2 separate regions of the Mus musculus genome follow, and region 1 is linked to region 2. Evidence: chromatin contacts called from public Hi-C data. All regions are on one chromosome and are shown on one strand. The core of a region is the stretch at or near the end of the contact, and the rest is flanking DNA. Distances in the headings are between cores, read along the strand shown. Region 1 has its middle 32 kb from the start of Arhgap27os3. Region 2 overlaps Dcakd (dephospho-CoA kinase domain containing).

Evidence for each region. Hi-C and Micro-C count contacts between places; a contact is called where the count stands out from the background.
Region 1: a Hi-C map of the C2C12 cell line shows a contact between it and region 2, with 1.8 times the contacts expected there. The contact joins two enhancer-like sites. A contact is called at or near these places in 1 of 484 Hi-C or Micro-C datasets (the C2C12 cell line) and 1 of 9 other capture datasets (adipose tissue).

What each region holds. Positions count from the first base shown.
Region 1 is chr11:103,310,740-103,314,024 of GRCm38.p6, forward strand. No RefSeq gene overlaps it. Among named protein-coding and RNA genes, the nearest start is that of Arhgap27os3, 32 kb to the right of the region's middle. Within about 2 kb of position 1,567, at least 174 of the 459 cell types and tissues checked have an H3K27ac peak or open chromatin away from gene starts, as enhancers often do. A contact at or near this core is called in the C2C12 cell line and adipose tissue, where this site is marked.
Region 2 is chr11:103,001,885-103,005,562 of GRCm38.p6, forward strand. All of the region lies in intron 1 of Dcakd (dephospho-CoA kinase domain containing), which reads right to left. Among named protein-coding and RNA genes, the nearest start is that of Mir6931, 3.8 kb to the left of the region's middle. Within about 2 kb of position 1,582, at least 134 of the 459 cell types and tissues checked have an H3K27ac peak or open chromatin away from gene starts, as enhancers often do. A contact at or near this core is called in the C2C12 cell line and adipose tissue, where this site is marked.

The DNA of each region.
Region 1 (3,285 bases), core at 317-2,816, 310 kb after region 2:
AGATGCTGTCTTGTGTGTGTGGGGGGGGGCAGACCTTCGATTTTTATTCATATTAAAACATTTCAAAACAGCCTTCTTTAATTTTTGAATTAATTCATTATTTTTAGGTTTACTTATTTACTTTATGTATATGAGTACACTATAATTGTCTTCAGACACACCAGAAAAGGCCATTGGATCCCATTACAGATGGTTGTGAGCCACCAGGTGGTTGCTAGGAATTGAACTCAGGACCTCTGGGAGAGCAGTCAGTGCTCCTAGCCGCTGAGCCATCTCTCCAGCCCCCAGATTAATTCTTAACATTAATTAATTAATTAACTTATTTGTTTGTATGTCTGTAAGCCTGTGTGAGTTTATAAGCACCATGTACGTATGGGTATCTCCCACCCAGAAGATGACTTCGGATGCCTAGGAGTCCATGTGATTGCTGGGAGCTGAACCTGGGTCCTCCACAGGAGCAGCGAGCGCTCTCAACTGCTGAGCCATCTCTCCTGCCCCACTGAATTGATACTTAAGAGCATATGAAGTGACGTATTCCACCGTGGCATTCCTACACGTACCTATTCTTACTCATCTCCAGCTTGCCTTCCCATCCATCCGTCCATCCATCCATCTATCCATCCATCCATCTATCCATCCATCTATCCATCCATCCCTCCGTCCGTCCGTCTGTCCATCCGTCCACCCGTCCATCCATCCATCCACCCATCCATCCATCCATCCATCCATCCGTCTGTCCGTCCGTCCGTCCGTCTGTTCATCCGTCTGTCCATCCATCCATCCATCCATCCATGTATTTTGAGAGAGGATCTCACTCTGGATACCAAGTCTGGAACCCACTGTGGAGTCCAGGCTGGCTTGGAACCTGTAGCAATTATTTTGCCCAGTGCTGAGATTACAGGCCTGAGACATTGCTCTCTCATCCTCCAGACTTAATGCTGATACTGCTTGTCTACACTCCATGTCCTGTTCATGCCTTCCTTTATCCTGCCCTAGTGCTACAAAGCTTTCACACACAGGGGTGCAACATTTTCCAAGCATGGATGTATTATGTAAAAGACAAATTAAAATTAAACCAGGTGCATGCCTGTAATTCCAGCATATGGGAGGTCGAGGCTAGAGGAGAACCAGACATTCAAGGTCAGCCTGCTCTACAAAGTGAGCCCATCTTAAGAACAAAACATCGAAAAGGATGGCACAGAATACACAGAAACGAATGTGTGCCATTCTTTCCTGTGGTCCCCTTTGGAGGCTGCTGAAGAGCTCTTGGCCTCAGAGAGGCGTTCCCCTAGGAGCTGGGACATAGGCGGTGTGTTTCCTCAGCATGCTCAGCTGCCCGCGGGGGTCTCCCTGAGTCATGCGGAGCTGTCCTCGGCTGTGCCCTCGCCTGCCACCCGCCGCCTGCCGCCCGCCGCCCACCCTCTGCCCTTGGCCCGCCACCTTCCTGAGCTCCACTCCGCCGCGGGCCGGTGACTCAGGGCGCAGGCAGCCTAGGAACGCCCGCTCAGTGGATGGGGGTGCAGCTCGCCCCGCCACGTCCGTCCTGCGGGCTGGTGGCTGCTGCTTTTCCTCTCTGGAAACCCCTTAGCCGCCACCTCTGCTTGCAGCTAGCCTCCTTCTGGGCACTGCTTCATGCTTGGAATTCCGATCCAGAACCCATGAAGGAATTTAGGATGTTTGAGTCTTGACGAGAGCTATCTGAGGGGCAGGGAGGGGCCCAGATATGATCCAAATTTCCCCAGTTAATGAGAATGTTGAAGAGATTTACTTCAGAGACAGATCCATGCTAGACTGCAGACTGGAGCAGTCAACACCCCCAAGGCTCTATGTAATATACAACAGATGTGGCCATCTCGGCCGTGGAAAGTTCAGGGTCCACAGACTCTTCCTTTCTTCTTCTTTCTTTCTTTCTTTCTTTCTTTCTTTCTTTCTTTCTTTCTTTCTTTCTTTCTTTCTTTCTTTCTTTCTTTCTTCCTTCCTTCCTTCCTTCCTTCCTTCCTTCCTCCCTCCCTCCCTCCCTCCCTCCCTCCCTCCCTCCCTTCCTTCCTTTCCTCCTCCTCCTCCTCCCCCTCCCACCCCCAGTGGCTTACTTTGTAACTCAGGCTATCCTTCTGCCTCAAGAAGTTGAGAACTGCTTTGCTTTCTGGCTTTCAGTTTATGTCCATGTGTACGTGTCTACATAAGTATGTAGGGCAGGGTTGTTCTTCGAGCCACTATTTATTTTGTTTTTGAGGCAGGGTCTATCTATCCGTGAGACCTGAGACTGGCAGATTAGGCTAGACTTGCTGACCAGACAATCCTGGGATTCTTCTTATCTCAGGGAGCCCTTTGTGTCCCACGCTCCAGGTTAGAATCGGGTCACTGAACTTGGCGTTCTGTGCAGGAGATCTTGAGGTCCGACTAAGGTTCCATGCTTCCACACCAAACGCTTTATTGAGTCATGCCCCCAACTCTAAAGGTTTTTTTTGTTGTTTTGTTTTGTTTTTAAATAAAATCTGGGGAGTTCTGCCTTTCAAAATACACCTGGTTTCAGGATTTGGAATTAGAGATGCTGTAAGATTCTGGCCCTTCCCCCCCAAACCCCACCATGTCTCTCCTCCCAAGTCCTTCTTCTGGACCCCCTCAAATATTATTCTATTTGTCTGGTGATATTTCCCACGGGGTTCCAGAGCCCAGCCCTGCGCCTGCATTTATGGACGCTGACTGGAGGGAAGCTCAAGATCGTATTAACAATGTCCTCAGACACCATCTATAGGGGCGTTTCCCCACTTGCTGGCCATACCTACCTGTGGTTCCACCAAGGTTTTTGGTAAATACAACTTTCTTTGCCTTGTAACGAATAACCCCTCCCCCCCCCCCCCCACACACACATCACCACTTCCACAGTGGACTGTGTCTTGCTGGCCATGCATATTTAACTCAAGAACTGTCACTTACTTTCTTTGACGTGAGAGCTGTGTAAATTCAAGGCCTGATCGGGTGACTTAGTGAGACTCTGACTCAAAAGTAAAGGAAGAACTGGAACTGTGTGTTGAGGTGTTAGGTTGTAACCCCAGCGATGGGGAAGGCTGAAGCAAGGGGATCACGGGTTCAAAGTCCTGCTCTACTACACAGTGATTTTGAGGCCAGCTTGGGACACTTGAGACCTCAAAGTGAACCCAGACAGAGTGGCAGAGGAAGAGCTCTGGCACTCACGGACTGTTGGTTCAATACTTAGTGCTGCAAAACATATAAAGTAGGCCTTTCACTTCTCAGGGTCTAGCCTTGGTTTGGTAACCTTTAAGC
Region 2 (3,678 bases), core at 332-2,831:
ATCCTGACTCAAAAAAAAAAAAAAAAAAGCCAGAAAGGGGCTGGAGAGATGGTTCAGTGGTTTTTTGAACACTTGCTGCTCTTGCAGAGGATCCAGTTTCGATTCCTAGCACCTACATGGTGGCTCATAACCATTCGTAATTCCAGTTCCAGGAATCTGCCACCCTCTTCTGGCTCCTGCAGGTACCAGGCACAAACCTGGCATACATGCATATATGGCACTCACACATATATTTATGTAAAAACAGTATAGCTGCTGGTGTACAGATTTGTGTATGCCAAAGTGTTCTAAGCATCTTTACTTGCTTAGCAACTGTGCCTGCCCTTAAACCTACCTGCTTTTTCAAAACAGGTATTCTCTTGTGTAACCCTGGCTGTCCGGCAATGTATTCTATATACCATGCTCACTCCAAACTCAGATTCACCTGCCTCTGCCTCCTGAGTGCTGGGATTAAAGGCGTGCGCCACCACCACCTGGTTTAAAATCAATTCCTTGATGATTACCACTAACATCCACATACCCAGAGTCACATTCTGGTGAAAAGGGGATTTGGGTGGAAAACAAGGAAGTCCTGCTCTAAAGCGAGGAACATCTGTCCCTCTTCCTGAACAGCAGTCTAGAGTGGAGAGGTAAGGGCCAGCTTCCCACACAAAAACAAAGCCACCAACAGTCACCTGTCAGAATCAGCTGAGGGTAAATGGAAGTCCATCTAGCCAAGCTGCCCTCAACCTCCCTCCACAGAGCTGCCCACACACCTCCTCGGAATGGGTGCAATCACAATCTCTGGGGATAGAGCAACTCTGGTGTATGGCAGGGCTCAGACTGGATCCTCACACTTTTTTTTTAAATTAATTTATTATTATTCATTAGTACACTGTAGCTGTCCTCAGATGCACCAGAAGAGGGAGTCAAATCTCATTATGGGTGGTTGTGAGCCATCATGTGGTTGCTGGGATCTGAACTCAAGGCCTTCAGAAGAGCAGTCAGTGCTCTTAACCGCTGAGACATCTCGCCAGCCCGATCCTCACACCTTTTTTTTTTAGTTTTTTGAGACATGGTTTCTCTGTATAGCCCTGGCTGTCCTGGAACTCACTTTGCAGACCAGGCTGGCCTCGAACTCAGAAATCCGCCTGCCTCTGCCTCCCAAGTGCTGGCTCCTCACACTTTTATTGCAACAGATAGTGAGCAGAGCCTGAAGGGACCTGCCCAGGCTAGCTCGGGTTACTATATAGCCTAGGATGACCTTGAACTCCTGATCCTCCCAAGCACTGGGATTATAAGCATGTACATCATTCCCAGTGGCTGGTTTCTTGATTATCATACAGTTTTGTTCTGCAGAAAGGGAGGGAGGGTGCTTGCTCACAACGATCAAGACACATGGGAAGTGCAGGCTCCCATGGCAACCAAATGAGCAGCTACCCTTTTGAGTGCCTTCGACTTCCATCTGCAGAAATGGCCAGTCACTTTGCCTTTAGCTGGAAGCCTGAAGGAACACATGCACGGGGAGGCTCTTGGCTGCCGGCTTGAAGGGGATGGGTAAGAACCAGCTGTTCCTGTCTAGCAAGCCCGGGTGACTCATTCCCTCTCCAGCTGTTGACTAAGCTCCTCTGTGCTTTGCAGCAATGTGCCAGGGACCTCTCAGACAACCCATGGAAACCTCCAGCTTTCCCTGTGGGAAAACTGCAGACAGACCAGAGCAAATGAAACCAGCTGGGGGGAACAGAGCCGGCTGGTGGGGAGCAGGATGGTCAGATGATGCTGGCCCTGGCCTGGCCCAAAAGCCCCTTTGTACCCCAGGCAATGAGTAGATTAGGCCCTGCCAGAAAGGAGGCTGAAGCAAAGGCCCACTGGCTTTTCAAAGCACAGCAAGGCAGAAACCAAGTACCACTCAAACCCATAGACAGCCCCCCAAGTGCACATGAAGAAACGGCCACCTTTAACAATCTAAGTTGCCAACCGAGCCATTATTTTCTAGAATCTACTTTATAGCACTTCTAGGCCTGGCCAAATCTGAGTCCTCTACAAGACTTTCAAGAAAAGATGTAGAGCCAGGCAGTGGTGGCGCAAGCCTTTAATCCCAGCACTTGGGAGGCAGAGGCAGGCGGATTTCTGAGTTCGAGGCCAGCCTGGTCTACAGAGTGAGTTCCAGGACAGCCAGGGCTACACAGAGAAACCCTGTCTCAAAAAAAAAAAAAAAAAAGAAAGAAAGAAAGAAAGAAAAGAAAGAAAGAAAAGAAAAGAAGAGAAGAGAAGAGAAAAGAAAAGAAAAGAAAAGATGTAGAACCAGCCAGGCTCAAAGCACTGGCTAACAGGGAAGGCTATGGGCTACACAGAGGTGTGGGTCTATCTCTGACCATGTAAAGCTACCAGTTTGTCCTCAAGGAGCTACGAGGTCTGGGAAAGTGTAGCAAGTCCTCTGCAAATGAGAAACTGTGGAGTCCCAGAGGCCTGGTCTTTTCTGGGCTTCAGCCTTCACAAAGGGCCCAGTACAGCATCATATCCAGAGGGAGGCTGTTTCACGGACAGTTCCTTCCACTCCTGAAAGCACCCGAAAACGCTTAGCTGGTAAATCAAGGAACACCACGACCAACAGAGAGGCCTCGGTCTCTCTTTTTAAAAATTACGTGTATTGCCCGGCGGTGGTGGCGCATGACTTTAATCCTAGCACTCAGGAGGCAGAGGCAGGCGGATTCCTGAGTTCGAGGCCAGCCTGGTCTACAAAGTGAGTTCCAGGACAGCCAGGGCTCTACAGAGAAACCTTGTCTCGAAAATCCAAAAATAAATAAATAAATTACATGTATTGGCTGGGCATGTTGGACACTCGAGAAGTAGAGGCAGGAGGATCTCTGTGAATTTGAGGCCTGCCTGGTCCACAGAACAAGTTCCAAGATAGCCAGGGTTACTTAATGAGACTCTGTCTAAAAAAATCAAAACAAAAGTTGTATGTACTATGTTTGTATGTTGTATGTATGTATGTGCATGTGTGTAGGTCAGAGGACAACCTGAAAGCTGCTTCTCTCCTTCTACCATGTAGGTCCTGGGGAGGAACTCAGTTGTCAGGCTTGGTAGCAGGTACCTTTACCTAATAAGCCACCTTGCTGGCCCAAGGCCACTCTCAGAGCTGGCTTGGCTGGAGGAAAGCTAAAGGTCCCAAAGGGAAATGGAAGCCAGCACCAGGGATTCAGGCAGGGGATTCACCAGCCAAAGTTGGCAGGAAAGCAGGACTCTGCTCCCAGAGGCACATTCAAAGCTTCCTCCCTCTCTTTCTCCATGTCAGGGGAGAGGCACAAGTACAAAGAAAATGGGAAGAAAGACTTGGAGACAGCAACGTCTGCACCCCAAAATTTGTGGTGAGCCTAAAGGCCCAAGAGGAAGTTCCACACTGCTGTGCTTTGCAAATGGTGGGCTCTTAAACTGAGCTACTCCAATATGCCTCTCCATTGCTCCCTCGTGGGGCCAGTACTCTTGGAACTTCCTCTGGTTTCTCTTTGAAAAAGTACTCAGGCTGCTTCCTGCACCTCCAGACTGAGCCTCACTGCTGGTCCAACTCCACAGGTCAGACAGTCCCCACTTAACTTCCTGGGAGCTAAGATCATTACTAAAGGACCCTCTGATGTCAGGCCTCCCTCTTCCCTTGTGGGCACGAGGCTTCTTTTCCATCTCAAGGTCTCCGTGCAT